Regions from separate parts of the Mus musculus genome. Here all the other regions are linked to region 1. A link is a contact called in public HiCAR-type and HiChIP or PLAC-seq data. All regions are on one chromosome and are shown on one strand. Each heading gives the region's core, a stretch centred on a gene start, on an enhancer-like site or on the middle of the called end of the contact. The rest is flanking DNA. Distances are from core to core; before and after follow the strand shown.

Region 1 (2,656 bases), core at 52-2,551:
GGGGGGGAGGGACCATAAGACAGAGAGGAGGGGTCCTACCTTGAATTTGGGCACAGACAGCTCCAGCTCCTTGTTTTTGGTCCAGATTCCGACCACCCGGGGATCTTCCACGATCTCCACCGGGCGGTTGCTGGACATCTGTGGGCAGAGACAGGGGGTTCAGTATAGAAGGGCTGGCACCCTCCCCAGGGGCAGGGGCAGACCCCCCCCCCTCAAGGCACCAGTCCCACTCCAGGCTGAGGGGAGGGAGTCCTGGCTGACAGTTGGCCCAGGTAGCTGGAAGAGGGGTCCCCCTCCGTTCGCCTCTTGTCTGGGGGCTCCACCGGGGGTGGGTGGGGGTGGCGGGAAGGCGCGCCGGCTACTCACGGCCAGGCTGAAATGCTGCCCATCGTAGCGGTACAGTTTATGGTGCCCCTTTTTCAGAGCCGGGTCAATCATCAACTTGTAACTTCTCCAATGGTGGTTCCTCCTCTCGCCCGAAGGGCCGGGCTGCGGCGGGGGCTGCTGGTGGTGGTGGTGGGGGTGACTGTTCTCCATGCCGTTAACCCAACCTGAAACCCAAGCAAGTTGTTGTCCTCTCCGACGCTTCTACACATTCGCCCGAGAATCCAATCGGCTGGCCCCCACCCCCCTCCCACCTTACCAGCGCGCCCCGAAAGCTTGTCTCGCTGCCTCTCCCCCCCCCCCCCGCCTCCCGAGGAAAAAAAATCTAAGAATGGAGCGAGAGAATAAACCCTTTCCGGAGGGTTTACGCGCCCGCCCGCTCGGCCACCGTCTCCGGCTGGCAGCGAGGGGCTGCCCGGGGCCCCCGCTGCGGGCTGGCGCGGTCCGGGACGCACGGAGGACGCGGGCTCCGGCCCATGGTGCCGCCAGCCGCCCGGCGTGGCGCTCGGCCCGGCTCGGGAGCGGGGCGCGCGGCAGGGCCTGGCGTCGCCCGCCCGGGCGGGGGCCGGGGGCTCGGGCTGCCCGGCTCCTCTGACCGCGGCCTCTCTCTCTCTCTCTCTCTCTCTCTCTCCTCCCTTCCCTGCGCCGCGCTTACATCCCCGCCGGGCGCCGGCCTCCCTGCGCCGCCAGCCAGTACATGGTGTCCCCCGCGGGAGCCGAGGCCGGGGCGGCCGGACCGGGGGCCGGGATGGGGGGGACGCCGCCTTAGCGGCTGCCGGGCCCCGAGCTGCCGCTGCCCTTGCTGCTGCCGCCGCCGCTGCTGCTGCTGCTGCTGCCCGGGAGGCGGCTGGCGGCGGAGGCTCGGCTCCCAGTAGCCGCACATCCCACAATACACCGCTAAGGAGCCCGACCCGAGTGCTCACCCTCCTCCTCTTCCTCCTCCTCCTCCTCTTCCTCCTCCCCTCGCCTTCCTCGCCGCTTCCCCAGGCACTCTCCCGGCGGCGGCAGCTGCGCCGCCAAAGCCCCGGGCCCCAGCGGCCCCCCACCCCTCACTCGCGCGCTCCCACACTGCCTCCCCCCCCTTCCCCGGGGGGAAGGCCTTTTAATTTATTTATTCTGCTGGGACTGAGGTGGGGGGCTTGGCTGACGGGGGAGAGGGGGGTCTCCACGGCTTCTATCTCCCCCGCGGCTGGGGCTACCCTTCCAGCTACGGAAGACTCCACGGTGTGCGCCCCCAGGGCCTCCCAAACTGTTTCCAAACTGCCCAGGCCGGTGGTGGACGCGTGGAGTCTCGGCGAAAAGGGCTGGGTTTCGAGTGGGGGGTGATCGTGTGTATGACTACTAGAAGCCTGGAGGGGAGGCAGACGTCGACCCCAAACGAGTTTGCAATCGAGGTATCTCCGATCCCGCTTCCTCTTTGGCCCGCACGCCCCCTCCCTCCCAGGAGCTGTGCTGGGGAAGGGAAACCAAGGTTTGGAACCACACTAGCCTTCACATTCCTGGGAGGATACAACCCTCGCCTGGACGGGGAAGATAGCTCTTTCTCTTTATTTTTTCGTTTTTATTTTTTGCCTTTCTGTTTTTATTTTTGGAGGGGAGCGCCCAGTAATTGTCTTGAACACATGCTTCTCCCTCCCTCCTTCCTCCAGCCACCAGCGACAGAGAGTCCCCTTTTTTGCATTTATCATTTTCCTTCCCCTTTCTTTATTAAAGGTCCGGGAGTGGCGGCGGCCAATCAGCGCTCGGCTTCCATTTTGTGAGTTCAACTCGTAGGCTTCCCCGGCTTTTCGCGTGGATCTGGTTGCAGACGCCCTCGGTCTCTCTTCTCGGGCTGCCGAGGCGAAGCAGCCGCCTCGCCGGGGCTTCGTGGTGGTGTATTTCATATTGGGGCTCTTTTCGGGGTTTGTAATTTGGCCGTGGGTAGGTAATTGGCTGGAGCAGGGCGGCAGGGTGCGGCAGCCAATCAGCGCGCGGCTTCTATAGGGCTTGAGTTATTAGACGCTGATCTCAAAACATCCTTCATCAGACTCCAAGGAGAGGCCAACAGATGAGGGAGCCATTTTTCTGCAATGGAATTAAATGGCCAAGTGGGTTTTTCCTTTGTTGCAAATGGGGAATGCTTTTCCTTTGACTCCACCATCCAGTTCAGGACGCCTGAATGTGTTTAACATTTGCCAAAGGACTCACACTTGGAAGAATGAAGACCTTTTAAAAAGATCTGGATTTTTCCTTATGACTTGGAATCCATCTTTGTCTTGTATAACTAGGTCAT
Region 2 (2,656 bases), core at 47-2,546, 1.6 Mb after region 1:
TATTTTTTTCAGGTTTACCGGCTTTTTTTTTTTTTAAATATGCTCATTACATTTGGTTAATCGAAAATCTGAGGGATACCCCTGGGTGACTCAATTTAACCCATGTTTTTACCTTGGTTGCACGCCTGCCATGGGTTCCAAACTGTCCATTCCAAAGGACATACCATTAGCCTGGCTGAAGGCTAATCTAAAAGAGCTCTCTATGGGGAGACCTCAAGACACTAACTTGCTCAGCTCTTGGTCCCAATCTAGCCTCCATGCACATTGGACAAAGGCTACTGCTGGCCAAAACTTGGAAGTTTTGATTTTAATATCTAAATTGATTTAGATAACTTCATAAAACGAAATGGGAAGTGGCCTGAGGCCTCTCCCCCCATATTTCTGCATTCTTAACACCCTTACTATATAGGCTCCTCGAAGCCAGCTTTTTCCTCTGGTAGAGGAGTCCAACTTCCAGGAGGAGGACTGTGCCCCCTGCTGTGCGCACCAGTAATCACAGTCCTGACTGTTAAGAGGTCAGGCTCCCATCTCTCTTTTGCTCCCTGTCTGTTCCTTTGAACTGCCTCAGAAATCTAACAGAAAGGACGTGTACTAAACTCCTTTGTGTATACTTTGTGTACTCGTCTCTTATGACTCTCTCAGGGATACGCTTCCATTTAAGTAATCGTTAATAAAACCTTCAGAGCCGGGCGGTGGTGACACACGCCTTTAATCCCAGCATTTGGGAGGCAGAGGCAGGCAGATTTCCGAGTTCGAGGCCAGCCTGGTCTACAGAGTGAGCTCCGGGACAGCCAGGGTTACACAGAGAAACCCTGTCTCGAAAAATCAATTAATCAATCAATCAATCAATCAATCAACCAAACCTTCAATTCTGCTTCATAAACTGGCTAGTCCTAAAACCGTCCGCATGGAAGCCAAGAACTCGTTTGTCCCTCCTTCCCGCTTCTAGCATCCTCGGGATGCTGAGATGGCTGCAGCAGGCAGCAACATCTCCGACCCCGCTAAGCTGACAGGACGAGCACGATCCGGTTGGTTCCCACACAGCCAGATTTCTGTATGTCCCACGTTACCATCCCACTTCCCAGCCAACTCCTTGGCTGCATCCACAGGTTTCGCTCAAAACACAAGACACTCAGCAGCGGGCTCCCGCGCATGCGCCCTCCCTGCATTCCGCTTCTCTTTCGGCAGGCCAGGCCTCGCGCCGTCTTACGTCATTCACCCAGCGCCACGTCAGTGGAAGGCCCGGGGGCCTGTGCTGCGTGCGGCGCGCCCCGGGGACGACCCGGCTGGCGCCTGCACATCCACCGCGCGGCTCGGGAAAGCCTCAGAAAGGCCGGCGGATGCCGGCGAGAGGCGCGCGGGGCTGGGTGGTCGCAGAGCCCCGCGGCAGCATGGCTGGCGTGAAGCTGCAGAGGGTGAGGCGCGGGCGGGCGGCCGGCGGGCTGCCCGGCGCAGGCGTCCCGGCGATGTGTGGCGCTGGAGCGGCAGTGGGAGCGGCGGCGGCGGCGGCGGCGGCGGCGGCGGCAGCGGCGGCGGGCTCGGCTTCGGCTTCGCTACGGTGCTGGTGCCGGCGGCGGCGGGGAAGGCGGAGGCGGCGGCGCAGGCTTCTCCTCAGGAGCTGGCGAACCCAGGCCTAAGCGGCGGCCCCGCCAAAGCCCCGCACGGCGCTCCAGGCCGGGCCCCTCCCCGCCTCGCCCTGCCCCGGGAGCCTGCCTCCCCGGCCGGGGATGAGGCCGGGAAGCGGCTGCGCGGGGCCCAGCACAAAGGCTTGTCCCCAGGGGCCGCCGCCGCTGCCGCCGCCACCGCCGCCACCAGCTTAGAGCCGCCTGCGGAAGCCGAGCCGGCACCCGGACCTTCATCCCCTCCGCTCCCTAGGGGCGGGCGCTGCCCGTCTCCCCGAGCTCCGAGCCCTTTGCTTCCTCGGCTGCCAGGGGACGGGACAGCCGCGCAGCCTCCGCCGCTTCGGGCTGTGGGAGCCCAGCGGAGCATGTCGGAGGACAGCGACATGGAGAAAGCCATCAAGGTAAGCGGGAGATGCAACCCGTACCCTGCTTTGTCGACAACCGCGATTCCGCTCATCGTGGGCCTTGGGAAATAGAGAGAATTTGAATGGGAGGTAGAGGTTCTAGTTCCTAGCATCTAGTAAGTTCGGTTTTCGGCCTCCCGGGGAAGGGGACCGCATTTGAAGGCCCAGAGTGTTGGCTTGTGTAGGGTGGTGTCTCCGATTCCCTCTAGCCTCCTTGGTTGATGCAATTTGTGCTCAGCTAGAACGAAGTTGAGTAGTGTGGAGATACTTCATATGAGTGGGATATAAGAGGGCTTCTTAGGACTCTCATGTTTCCATCACCTCCAACTGTGTCCATTTGCATCTTGGTGACCCACTGCGACACTTGGCAGTGGCTCTGACCCCTCCTGATGGCTCTGAACCAAGCCTGTTTGAGACCTTCAACTTCAGGAGTTGCTTTACCTTTGCCCAAAACCTGCCCTTTGGCTTTTCCCTTCTCTGTGCGTTCATTTCCTTCTGTTCTCTTGTCTACTCTCAAGAATCAAGAGTTTATTTCTGAAGAGTTTAAAGCGCCCCGTATTCTAAAACGACCCCAAATGGGACTGGGAATATAGCCAGCTGGTAGAGTACTCACCATGCATGAACCCTTGG
Region 3 (2,656 bases), core at 48-2,547, 1.4 Mb after region 1:
GCGGGCCTGGAGGGAGCCGGGCACTCCCACCCCTTCCCCAGTTGGGGGGGGGGAGGGGAAGAACGGCCCGCTGCGGGAACCCCGCCGCCCCAGATCTAAAGGGGGATGGGTGCGTTAGGCCGCTGGCACCCACCTCGCCTCCGTCGCCCACCTTCCCAGGGTCTGCGGGGCGGGGGATAGATATGCAGGACACCCGGCTTGACCCTACCTGGGGCGGCTGGGCCTCAATCTCCCCTCCTCCCTCCCGACTCCCCACCCGGCAAAGAGGCTCATTTCAGGAGAGGATCCCCCCACCCCCTGCGACCCGCACCCAGGCTCAGCCGCCCTTCTATCGGGGGGGGGGGCGCAGCAAGGGGGTGGGGCGGGATACCAATCGCCCCTGGCACACCCGGGAGGGGCAGGGGGCCGCCAGGGCCGTCCATCTTGGCCGTCTGGGGGGAGGGGACGCGATGGTGCGGGAGGCTGGACACGGCCCGAGAAGCCCGAAGGAATCTGCCGGCGCCTCCCGCCCCTCCGCGGGCCCCCCGGCACATCGCGAAGCCGGCCGGTCACGGGGCGCGAGGCGGGGGAGGGGACGAGCGGCGCGGGATCGGCCCGGCGCGGAGGGGGCTGGGGGAGCTGACACCCACCTGCCCAGGCCGGGACGCCCGCCGCCCGCGGCCGCCGAGGAAGACGCCACCGGCGCGGCCGGGGCCGGCACCACGGAAGCCGAGGTCACCGCGGCCGAGGCCGGCGCGGCGCCGGGCGACGAGAGCAGGCCGCCGCCGGGCTTGCGGCCAGTGGCGGGCGCGGGCGGCTGCGGCTGCGGCTTCAGCGACATGGTGAGCGGCCCATACACCGGCTCGCACGCCGGGCGGGGACAGCCGGGTGCCGGGCGCGCCGAGGAGGAGACGCCGGAGCGCGGCGGGGACGCGCGGACGCCGGGCGGGCAGGCGCGGGCCGGCGTGGCCGCGGGGGCCAGAGGCAGCAGGACAACGACGAAGGGGCGGGGAGGCCCGCAGACACCGAGCAGCCGCCGGGAGCCGGGCCGGGACGCGCCGTGGCCGTTGCTACCAAAACAGTCTGAGGCGCAGGGTGGCGAGCGCGGCCCGCGGGGAGGGGCGCCGGGGCCGCGCGGGGGAGGGCCGGCGGAGGGATACGCCACCGCGCCGCCCCGCCCGCCGCGCCGCGCCGTCCGCGGGAGCGAGCGCCGCGCGGCCCAGCCCGCCGGGCGGCGCGGCTCGGGGTCCCCCGCCGCGGGCCGCTGAGCGGCGGCGGTGGACGAACGCATGGGACCCGGGCTGGCGGACGCGGACGGGGTTGACGCGGGCCTGGAGGGCGCGGAGATGCGAAACAGACCCGGGGCGGGGGAGGTGTCGGGGGTGGGGGGGGGGACTCTTTACCGGAAGTCGGAAGGGTCAGGCGGAAGTCGAACGTGAGACGGCCCGGGGGGCCGATCAGGGACACGTGAGGAGCGGGGCGCAGCGCTGGGCCGCGTTCGCTCTCCCCGGGGTCGAACTAGGGCCGTGGAGGGGGCCAGGAGGGATCCGCCCTCGCCAAGGCGGGTCTGAACTTCGGGATCTGCTTCGGGGACGGGCGCCGTGAGCTGCTCGGGTGTCCTCGACCCCCTTGGAGGACCTTGATTTCACCCCACCCCCACCCCACCAAATCACAACTTAGAGGATGGCCTGCGGGCACCTTCGGGGCGGGGACCTGCAATCGGGGCCTGGCACACAGTAGGCCCCCAGGTGCCACTGCGTGCCGACTTGCCCTGCCAGCGTGGGGAAGCTTGCCGCCTCAGAAGCCACCGCCAGCTGCTTCACTTTGCCCCACTTTATTCACCCCGGCGAACTGTTGGGTCTCTGACCTTCATTTGAACCCTCTTTTTTTTTTTCCCCCTAGCTCGCTCGGACTTCTTAGTTCCTCCTTCAGGGGACCCGAAGGGAAATGGACCTGATTGGTAGTAGAACTGGGTGATGGGGTCTCCCTCGGTGAAGACTAAACAGACTTTCCCAAGAATGTCAACTTTAGACCTTGACCCCTTTTAAAAACTTTTACTTTAACTCGGGAAGGCCACCAAACACTGGTCCGTTTTTTTTTTTAAGGTGTTGTAATTAAATTGGAAACAAATGGTTAACTTTTTTCAAATGAGTTTAAATTGGTTTTTTTTTTTTTCTTTCTTTTCTAAGTGAAATTGCTTAAGAAGGTGATGGGCCGAGGGAAAAAAAAAAACCCTCAACCTATTAAAGTCATTCCAGTGAATTAAAGGCAGGCATGGTGTTCTTGCCTGTAGTACGAGCACTTGGGAAATGGAAGGAGGATTAGACAGTCAAGGTCATCTTCACCTTCATGAGGGAATTCTAGGCCAGGCTAAGCTACAAGAGACCCAGTCTCAAGAAGGGGCAATTCAATGAAGAGTTACCCCTGGTTATGGCACATGCCTTTAATCCCAGCTCTGGACAGGCAACTGGATCTCTTGAGTTCCAGACTTGTTGGTCTACATGGATTTTTTTTTTTTTAAGTAGCTAGCAGATAGCTCAGAAGGTAAAGGCCCAGGCTGCCTAAGCTCACCACCTAACTCTCAACCCTGGAGCTGGCATGTGGAAGAAGAAAACTTAAATGCTTGGAATTGTCCCCAGCCCTCCACCCTTGGATTGTGCCACACATATATAAGCAA

The links. HiCAR-type assays count read pairs that join an accessible place to other places. HiChIP or PLAC-seq counts read pairs in DNA pulled down with a chosen protein or histone mark.
Region 2: a contact with region 1 is called in a HiCAR-type map of astrocytes, with 5 times the contacts expected there. The contact joins the promoter of Mapkapk5 here to the promoter of Setd1b in region 1. A contact is called at or near these places in 1 of 39 promoter capture datasets (liver), 1 of 484 Hi-C or Micro-C datasets (B cells) and 1 of 115 datasets of contacts at active chromatin or transcription factors (astrocytes).
Region 3: a contact with region 1 is called in an H3K27ac HiChIP or PLAC-seq map of microglia, with 6 times the contacts expected there. The contact joins the promoter of Atxn2 here to the promoter of Setd1b in region 1. A contact is called at or near these places in 2 of 484 Hi-C or Micro-C datasets (cardiomyocytes and embryonic stem cells) and 3 of 115 datasets of contacts at active chromatin or transcription factors (embryonic stem cells, microglia and pancreatic cancer cells).

What each region holds. Positions count from the first base shown.
Region 1 is chr5:123,140,838-123,143,493 of GRCm38.p6, reverse strand. It overlaps Setd1b (SET domain containing 1B), which reads right to left and starts at 1,301. Exons shown (of 17, transcript NM_001040398.2): 1 at 1,040-1,301; 2 at 367-551; 3 at 40-138. The coding sequence starts at 537. It also overlaps a transcript of Rhof not described here.
Region 2 is chr5:121,544,532-121,547,187 of GRCm38.p6, reverse strand. Mapkapk5 (MAP kinase-activated protein kinase 5) reads left to right here and starts at 1,296. Exons shown (of 14, transcript NM_010765.2): 1 at 1,296-2,023. The coding sequence starts at 1,988.
Region 3 is chr5:121,710,250-121,712,905 of GRCm38.p6, reverse strand. It overlaps Atxn2 (ataxin 2), which reads right to left and starts at 1,297. Exons shown (of 25, transcript NM_009125.2): 1 at 630-1,297. The coding sequence starts at 1,270.